2 separate regions of the Aedes albopictus genome follow, and region 1 is linked to region 2. Evidence: chromatin contacts called from public Hi-C data. All regions are on one chromosome and are shown on one strand. The core of a region is the stretch at or near the end of the contact, and the rest is flanking DNA. Distances in the headings are between cores, read along the strand shown. Region 1 holds the start of LOC109404753 (protein ECT2). Region 2 holds the start of LOC109621711 (DNA replication licensing factor Mcm7).

Region 1 (4,277 bases), core at 867-3,366, 400 kb after region 2:
ACGATGTCGTTCTCGCTGGCTCTGGCAATAACCTCGGTGGCCTGGATTGTTCATCGACCCATGCTGGGAAGCGGAATATTCTTTGCGGCGGTGTCTCCTTTTTTGTACTGTGCTCGTGGATTATTCAACAACAACTATCAACGCATGGACTGAACTGAAGCGACTGAAACAGGCGGATGATGTATGCCTTAGTGTGCGTAGGCAGCATGCTCTAACAGAAAGGAAGATGGAAAGTTTCGTTTCTTGGCGATTTTGAAAGAGCAGGACATCTTTATACTCGGGGAAGTCAGTTTATTTTAAAAAGTTTCTTTTGGTATTCTAATTTGTTAATAATTCATAATTCAATAATAAGCATTCAATAAGCAAAGTAAAAGTGATTATGAGTCAACATTGTTTATCAAAGTAATAAATTAAAAAAAAACATGCTTTATTTCAGTAATATGTAAGACTAGAATTATTCTAGTCTTACATATTACTGAAATAAAGCATGTTTTTTTTTAATTTATTACTTTGATAAACAATGTTGACTCATAATCACTTTTACTTTGCTTATTGAATGCTTTCCAAAATAATGCATTTTTGAAAATATTAGAAGAAAATTTTACCGAAACGATGAAAATTATTATTAAACGGCTCGGTTTAACGTTACACAATAATTAGTGTGCCATGCCTTGGGCCTTTGACAAAGTTTTTGGCATATCCAAGGCTATACTTAAATGCCATTAATTACATGGTATCAGACACATTTCTACAACTTATAAAAAAAAATAAATAGCGCAGTTTCTGTACTAAATCAATCAATTTAACCGAAAAAGCTTTGCTCCAAGAAATCGACCAGTAGAGCATGATCAGCTACATCAAAAATTATTTCACCAAACCATTTGACACGTGATGCAATTTAGCCCTTTTCGCCCTAAAATTATTCAACAGCGGATAAGTTAGTTCAATGCAGTCAAAAAGCTCATTTGCTGGTTTTTCTTTTCACAAACAGATGGCTCTCGACAAGCTTCGGAATTTGAACACGTTTAAAATCAATCACTCACCCCGTATAATATTTCACTCAAAATTGTACCGGATCATCCGACTCATTCTCGTTATAGGCCATTGTACGAGCTTATCGCTCATTTGGGTTCATTCACAAATTTCATAACGCCAAAATTGGCCTTTCCTGACACCCACCCACCCCTTCGTAACACTATTTATATGGTGAAAAATTTTATTTATTCGGGCTGTAACACCATGAAGGACACCCACCCACCCCCTCCAGCGTTATGACATTAGTGAACAAGCCCTTTCAGGAATCAAAATTTCGTAAATTTGGCAGGTGGGTTGACTCTAATTGACAGTCAAATTTAGGTTAAAAAAAATATATTTCCTACTCTTGAGAATATATTTTTATTTGCTGGAGGTAAAGGCAAACTACCTAGAATGTTTTACTCAATTTTAAGTTATTGGGCTCGAAACCGTTTTTGCATACCCTTTTATTTAGGCTAATATTTTATGCAATTCAGTGTCATAATTTATATTTTGTACTACTCATTTTGTACTACTCATTGGCCAACTTTTCTGTACCGGTTCATAATGCAACTGGAGTTGCATAATGAAAAATAGTTTCATAATGTTCATAATGTTACTCATTTGAGTTGCATCATGAACATTATGAAACTCAAATGAGTTGCATTATAAAAAAAATCATTGCATAAAATTGTGTATGGAACTCGTTGCAAAACTCGACTTTTTCAGCACTCTTCGTATTTATCCAATTCGGCAAGCCTCGTTGGATAAATGTACAACTCGTGCTGAAAAAATCAACTTTTTGCAACTCGTCACATAAATAACTATTTTAAACGTTTTCGCGGATTTAAAATAAATAATCCTGGTGTTTGTCGCAATCGCCTCTCAGACTTGTGCAAGGTTAGCGTGCCTGCCAGCAACACGGCATTGAACGCACTCTTCGAAACCAAAACTGCGAAACTGTCACGCAAAATGCGCCCGCCTTGCGCGCTTGTTTACATCGCTGCGTTTCACGCACACCACCGCAGAAAAGCGCTAGTTTTTGACAGCCGATTTTCAAATTTTCTCGTGTTGCCTTTGCGTTGCGCCAAGACTCAAGTGAGTGGTGGTGGTTCGTTCGCTCGCTCGCTCATTCGATTTGTAACGTTCGTCCGGAAAGTCGTCGCGGTCGCGCAGATGAAAAGTGTTTTTCGGATTGGCTTTGGCTCGCTGAAATAATGGCTAATTTTGTGCACATTGCGTCGAGTGCGGTTTGCAGATTGTGGACGATTGATTCGTGCGGGTGTAGACGCAGTAAATAGTGCAAAAACGGTTCAGGGAGGTGCAGTTTTTGTGGTCAAAAGTTGCCATTGAAAAGTGTTCCACTGTGAAGAATTTTTGCGTTGCGCTGTTGTACAAAAAAAAAAGTTCGTTATACCTGGGGTTGGGTGACTGGAAGCGCTCGATGATCAGTGTTGAGTAGAAGGAAGATTATTGAGTCCGGTTTGTCTTGCAATGGTCGGAATTAGGTGTGAGCGCTAAGAAGGACGAAGAGAAGCTCGAAAAATGAAAAAGTGAGAAAAAGGGCCCTAACCTCGATTTTATGCCAGGTTTGTAAATGTTTACAGCAGGTCTGGTAAATGTGTTAGTGTTACAAACCGGGAGCCGGGAAAATCGGTCAAGAGTTTGAATCTTCTGTGTTGAGCAAAGTTTGATCAAAATTATTTTGTGACCGATTGAAGAAACTAGTGAATTATATTATGAAAGAGTTAGTGAACCTTGACAAGAAGCTGCCCGCCGAAAGCCACCACATCAATCACCGAATTCAGGGGAATCAAAAACAGTTGGATAGTTGCAGCAACGGACCAACGGGCAGTCGAGCGGAACACAAGAGTTGGTCAATCTCGCAGAAAACGGAAAACGAAGCGACTGTAAAAACTAATACAAAAACCGTGGTAAGAGCGGAACAGCAGCCGTTGCATTCTATAGAGAACCGAGATTTGCCAGCAGCGAAGATGGACCACTCCACCTGTGACAAAAGCAAAAGTGAAGGTGAGTTGAATACAGATATGCCATAGTTTACAAAACATGGATTATACTAAATATTTTCCTTCCGGATTTTTCGACGTTGATACTAGAGATGGGAAAATGATTCAATTTTGAGAGTGAATCGCTACCGATTCATTCTTAAAAAACAGTCGACTATTTTGACCGACTCAGCAACTCTTTTCCGTAACTTGATGAAAAACGCCATTTCTCGATGTTAGCCGTTGAACTAATTTGTAATTTTGTAATTTGTTTATTTATTCTTAACGATAACCTGTTAGTGAGTACCTTATACCAGGTCAAGGAATGACTAATATTTTGTCATTCAATAAGTTGGCATGATCTTAAGATTTGTGCTCCTGAAAATTCAACAAAACATCTCCAGAAAACACGCAAAATACACCACAGTTAACTGAAAACAACAAAAGGTTTTCACCGCATCTTTGTAATTTCGGTTTGCATCTGGGAATGCATAGATACTGCAGTTCATGGGACTCCTGCAACACTTATTTCTTATATAATTGTTTCTCAATTTCTTCAAAAAATATTCCTGGGATACCTCTAAGTTGTCTCGTACCATTCCGCTTGATTTTCTCTTTTGAATTCGATGTGAAGTTTTCTAAAAAATGAGTTTCTGACTTCTTGGGTTTCTCCTGGAGTTTTTTTTATTGTATGTATTAACAAGATGTTTAGCCCTAGTCTAGTTCATCTCGAGACCCCCGATTTACTTCCCTTGCGAAGGAAGAACTCACATTTTGCGAGTTTGTAGGGAGTGGGATTCGATCCCAGGTCCTCGGCGTGATAATCAAGTGTTCTAACCATCACACCAGATCCGCTCCACTTTCTCCTGGAGTTCCTTTTCACATTTGTTCAGGAGTTGCTTCTGTGATTAACCCAGATGTTCTTTTGAAATTCCTTCTGGAGTTTCTACGGAGATTCTTTAAGCAATTCCACCAAAAACCGGTATTCATTAAGAATTTTTCTTTCAAGAGTTGCTTTTAAGATTTAATAAGAATTTTCTTTTGTGAAATCTCCTGGAGTAATTGCTGCCAATTATGCTGTAGTTTCTTCTGTAAATATTCACGAAAATTTCTGCTGGGAGCCCTCCTGGTATTCTGTATGGAAATTTTCCAAAAGTTATTTCTCGGAATCCTCCACAAATTCCTTCTGAAAATCCTCTTGGAGTTTTTTTTTTGTGGAAATTTTTCAAAAGTTACTCCTGGGAATCTTGCAGGAAT
Region 2 (4,191 bases), core at 1,293-3,792:
CGTTGAGCTCCTCGTACTTTTCGATGCAGCTGTCCACCTGGTCCGGTTTGTAGCCCTTGGTCGTGCAGCGGTCCATCACATCGGAAATTTTGACCGTTTTGCTCTGACCGGCCAGCTCTCGTACCAGGTCGAAGATCTTATCCGCGGTATTTGGAACGCTGTTGAGAAAACCGGGGAGAAAGCAGTGTTAGAAGTTTTGAATTTGGTATGCAAACGATACGAACAAAACTTATGTTTTTGAAATATACAGTATGCGTTAAGAGTAACTAAACAAAGAAATAAATAAATGCGAAAAAAACATACTGTGTGGGCCTCAATTCCTTCATGTTCACGGAGTCCTTGGACATTTCCAGCAATCGGAGCGCTTCCTGAACATCATCCTTGTCCACTTCGTCAGCCAAACGGAGCCGGGCCAGGGCAGTCGACAAACGCAGGATACCCAGCAAGTTCCTAGCAGAAGTGAAGGTCTGGTCCTTATTGCCTCCTTCCTTGCTGTTGCGTGCTTCTCGGCGCAGTTCCACGTAAGCGTTGACGATATATTCGGACAATTCTGGCTTGATAACGGGATTCTTGCGCTTACACAGAGCAATGTAACGACGAATCAAAGACATGTCCAGCGTTTTAATACGAGACGGTGGTTGCTTTCCATGGCTGTGCACGAAGGTAATATGCTTGGCCAGACGGAGATCGTTGTCACGGTCGGGCTTATCCTGGATCAACCACAGGAGATCGAAACGGGAAAGAAGAGCAGCAGGAAGTTGAATGTTCTGTTCGATCGAACGAGTTGGATTGTATCGTCCGTAGGCAGGATTAGCCGCTGCTAGGATAGACACACGAGCGTTCAAGCAGGTCATTATGCCGGCCTTGGCAATCGAAATGGTTTGCTGTTCCATAACTTCGTGAATGGCCACTCGATCGTTTTCGGCCATTTTATCGAACTCGTCAATGCAGCAAATTCCCTGATCGGCCAGCACCAGCGCTCCTCCCTCGAGGATCATTTCACCGGTCAGTGGATCCTTCATTACAGCAGCAGTCAGACCAACCCCGGAAGAACCGCGTCCCGTAGTATATTGGCTCCGAACAGCAAGACGAGCGATGTAGCCCAATAGCTGAGACTTGGCCACTCCAGGATCTCCCATCAAACAGATATTAATATTGCCACGGATCTTCATTCCGTCAGGGCTACGATCAACGCCACCAACAAGCAACAAAAGCAGTGCTTTCTTTACATCCAGGTGACCGTAGATTTCCGGCGCCAAACTGCTGGCCATTCTTGTGTAGAAATCATCCTTCGCTAGCTCTGCCATTTCCTCTTCGCTGATTTCATTGCTAACCTCCCCATCGTCCGATTTGTTCAAACAAACAAGACGATGCGCATCTAGGAAAGTCTCACTCAACAATCCGGAAACCATCGCTCGGAATCCAGATCTTTGCTGAGGTAAGAAAATTCCACTGATCACAACATGATCTCCCGGCTGGGCCAAACGTGTAATTTCCCCGCGGCACATCACCGTCAAAGAGCGTGGGATGTGGCCGACCGGAACTTGGTCGCTGTGCTCTTGAATCTTCAGCTCCTGGAACTTCATAAACTTGGATCCACGGGTTTGAAGATACAATCTTCCACCTGCTTTGTTGACACGGCAGTCCTCCGACGAGCAATCGACCGCCGGCATGAAACTCATCGCTGACACCGGCTGATATGTCTCAGCGCCACAACGGTCACAAGTGTACGTGGCCACCGTCATCATCGGTTTTACCTCGGTACAACGGGTTACGATACCACGAACCGTAACCAGCTTACCGATGCTTTCCGCTTTCGCCTCACGGATGGAAATGGCCTTCGATGAGCTGGGTGCCTTGAAATACACCTCGAACCGCTTGATCAGCTCCGCCGGAATGGTATTGCGGGCATCATGGTGCTCATTCGGGTTCCTCATCCGGCTCTGCATCAACAGACGATGCTCGATGTAGATATCCAGTGGATCCTTGTTGATCACTTCCCGTTCCTTATACGACGGTAGCAACTCAAACACCGCATCCGAGAACATCTTCACATAGCGGCGACAGTTGGCTTGGATGGCCTCCGCCAACAGATCATTATAGCTGGTCACATCATCCAAATCTATCGTCAACGCAACTTGCTCGCGGTGGGCGATGTTGGTCAATTGGCGTGCGTAAACGAAGATCTTTTTGCCATCTTCGTCCTCCTTGTAGAATTCCGTCAGGAAGGAGTTGATCGTTTCTGGAAATTAGCGAAAGATCCGCTGATGATTTTGGTTACGATCCGACGAAGTCAAAATATACTCACCTTTATCTGCACTGTAATCTCGTTGCATTTTGATGAAAACTTAATAATCCCGATGGAACGTAATCCACGCACTTCCAAACAATTGCAATTTCAACTAAAATCCAACGAAAATTCAACAAAAAACTGGCAAAACTTAATTCACAATCGAAACAATCTCAGCAGCGTAGGCACCAAAAGCAGATGCTTGAATGCGATGGCGGGTAGTTGGCGCCAAAACCGCCAAAACAGCACCTCCGAATGAGGGGGACAAAAGAAAAAGAGTGATGACAGATCCAAAGGTGGTTAACACGCTCATTGAAAACTACTCTAAAGTGAGTAGAATTCCACTCACTTCATTACAAAGTGCATCAGCTCAAAAGAGAGTAAAGCGGATTCACTCTCTTTAGAGTAATCATTGATTTTGTTGAAAGAGAGTACTATTTACTCACTTTTATTTTTTTGCAAAACTAGCGAAAGTGAGTAGATATTTAAAAATTCCTCGGGATGGTTTTTGGAATTGTTTTTCATTTTCAAATATTTAAAAACACAAAAAATTAAGTTGAGCAAAAATCTTGCCTACTTTTTATTCTATTAGTATTAATTAAATATAATACAACATTATCTATATCTATCTATCTATATATATATATATAAAAATGCAGTGGCATACGTGGGACCGCGCATAACTTGCGAACGGAAGGTCCGATTTTGTTCGCCTTAGTTTTGTTCTGTTAGTTTTCACCCAAGGAAGGCTTATGAGGCATAAAACATGGAAAAATGATAGTTTGTGAAAATCGATCTTCCATACCGGGGAGCGGGGATTTGGTCTTGGCTAGAAACTTAAAACGTCAAAAAAAACGCAGTAGGCAAGACAAAGTTTGCCGGGTACAGCTAGTATATAATAAAGTTATTAAATCACTTCCTTTGGACTTTGATCTCAACTTTGATGATGCTCTTTGGATTGGCCTCGGGATTGGCTGTTCATTACTACGAACAGTTGCCTTATTTGAAGTGGCTGATTTATGCAAGCTGTGCGGATCTACCGCACTTTATCAGCCGAATCTTCGCCGTTGTTAGTCGTGGACTGAAACTAGAAAATAGATGATCATTACAACTCATTAAATACTAAATACAACTTACTTTTACCATTACGAATAAGCGGTGTTGTGTTGCCGTTGCCGTTCGTTCTTTGGAAACCTGCTCCATCAATCTTCCTCTTTGGTCCTTGTATTGAACCGTCTATATATGCTCCTATATTCTGAACATACGAATTGTTAGCTGATTAACTGGCGTTAAGGAAGTGAACCTCCCAGAAGTGGCGATTCAGCTCCGCCGCTCAGCCACATAACCTGCGACAACAATTTTACATGTCATCAATTGGCGTCATTAATTAACTTTTTTTCAAGTCTCACCTGTTGGTTGAACAGTTTCCGGGTCCACTGCTGTTGTACGTGATCTATTTCAGCGTCGATTTCAGGTTTTTCGCCGGCTTACATCTTGGCACACAAGAATTTCCTGCAACTTGTTTTTTTTTGCATCACAACGGCTAGTGAGTTTTTCGTAGAAAAAACGCCTTACTCAAAAGTGAGTAAAGCAAAGATCCGATGTGACAGAGTAGTTAATAACTCACTTTGGCAAATGCATGTTACTCACCTTTGACAGATTTAGCAAAAGTTTGAAAGTGAGTATAATTTACTCACTTGAGAGTAGTTTTCAACGAGCGTGATTGGTAGCGGTACCCAGTGGAAGAAAGATGGATGGATTCAAAACAAAGCATGCACAGAGAAAAATTTTCTACTCAGTGGATGAATTGAACTTACTCAGAAATCAAAAAAATCTTATTGTGCATCCTAGCTTAATCACTCAGATCCTGCTGATCTGAGTCAGCCGCCATAAGATTGCAC

The links. Hi-C and Micro-C count contacts between places; a contact is called where the count stands out from the background.
Region 1: a contact with region 2 is called in a Hi-C map of whole body, with 4 times the contacts expected there. The contact joins the promoter of LOC109404753 here to the promoter of LOC109621711 in region 2. A contact is called at or near these places in 2 of 3 Hi-C or Micro-C datasets (embryo and whole body).

Annotation. Positions count from the first base shown.
Region 1 is chr2:509,226,866-509,231,142 of AalbF5, forward strand. It overlaps LOC109404753 (protein ECT2), which reads left to right and starts at 2,117. Exons shown (of 13, transcript XM_029870295.2): 1 at 2,117-3,045. The coding sequence starts at 2,754. LOC109621845 (transmembrane protein 43 homolog) reads left to right here. Exons shown (of 4, transcript XM_020076024.3): 4 at 1-322. The coding sequence ends at 153.
Region 2 is chr2:508,825,681-508,829,871 of AalbF5, forward strand. LOC109621711 (DNA replication licensing factor Mcm7) reads right to left here and starts at 2,543. Exons shown (of 3, transcript XM_020075848.3): 1 at 2,309-2,543; 2 at 304-2,242; 3 at 1-158. The coding sequence starts at 2,336.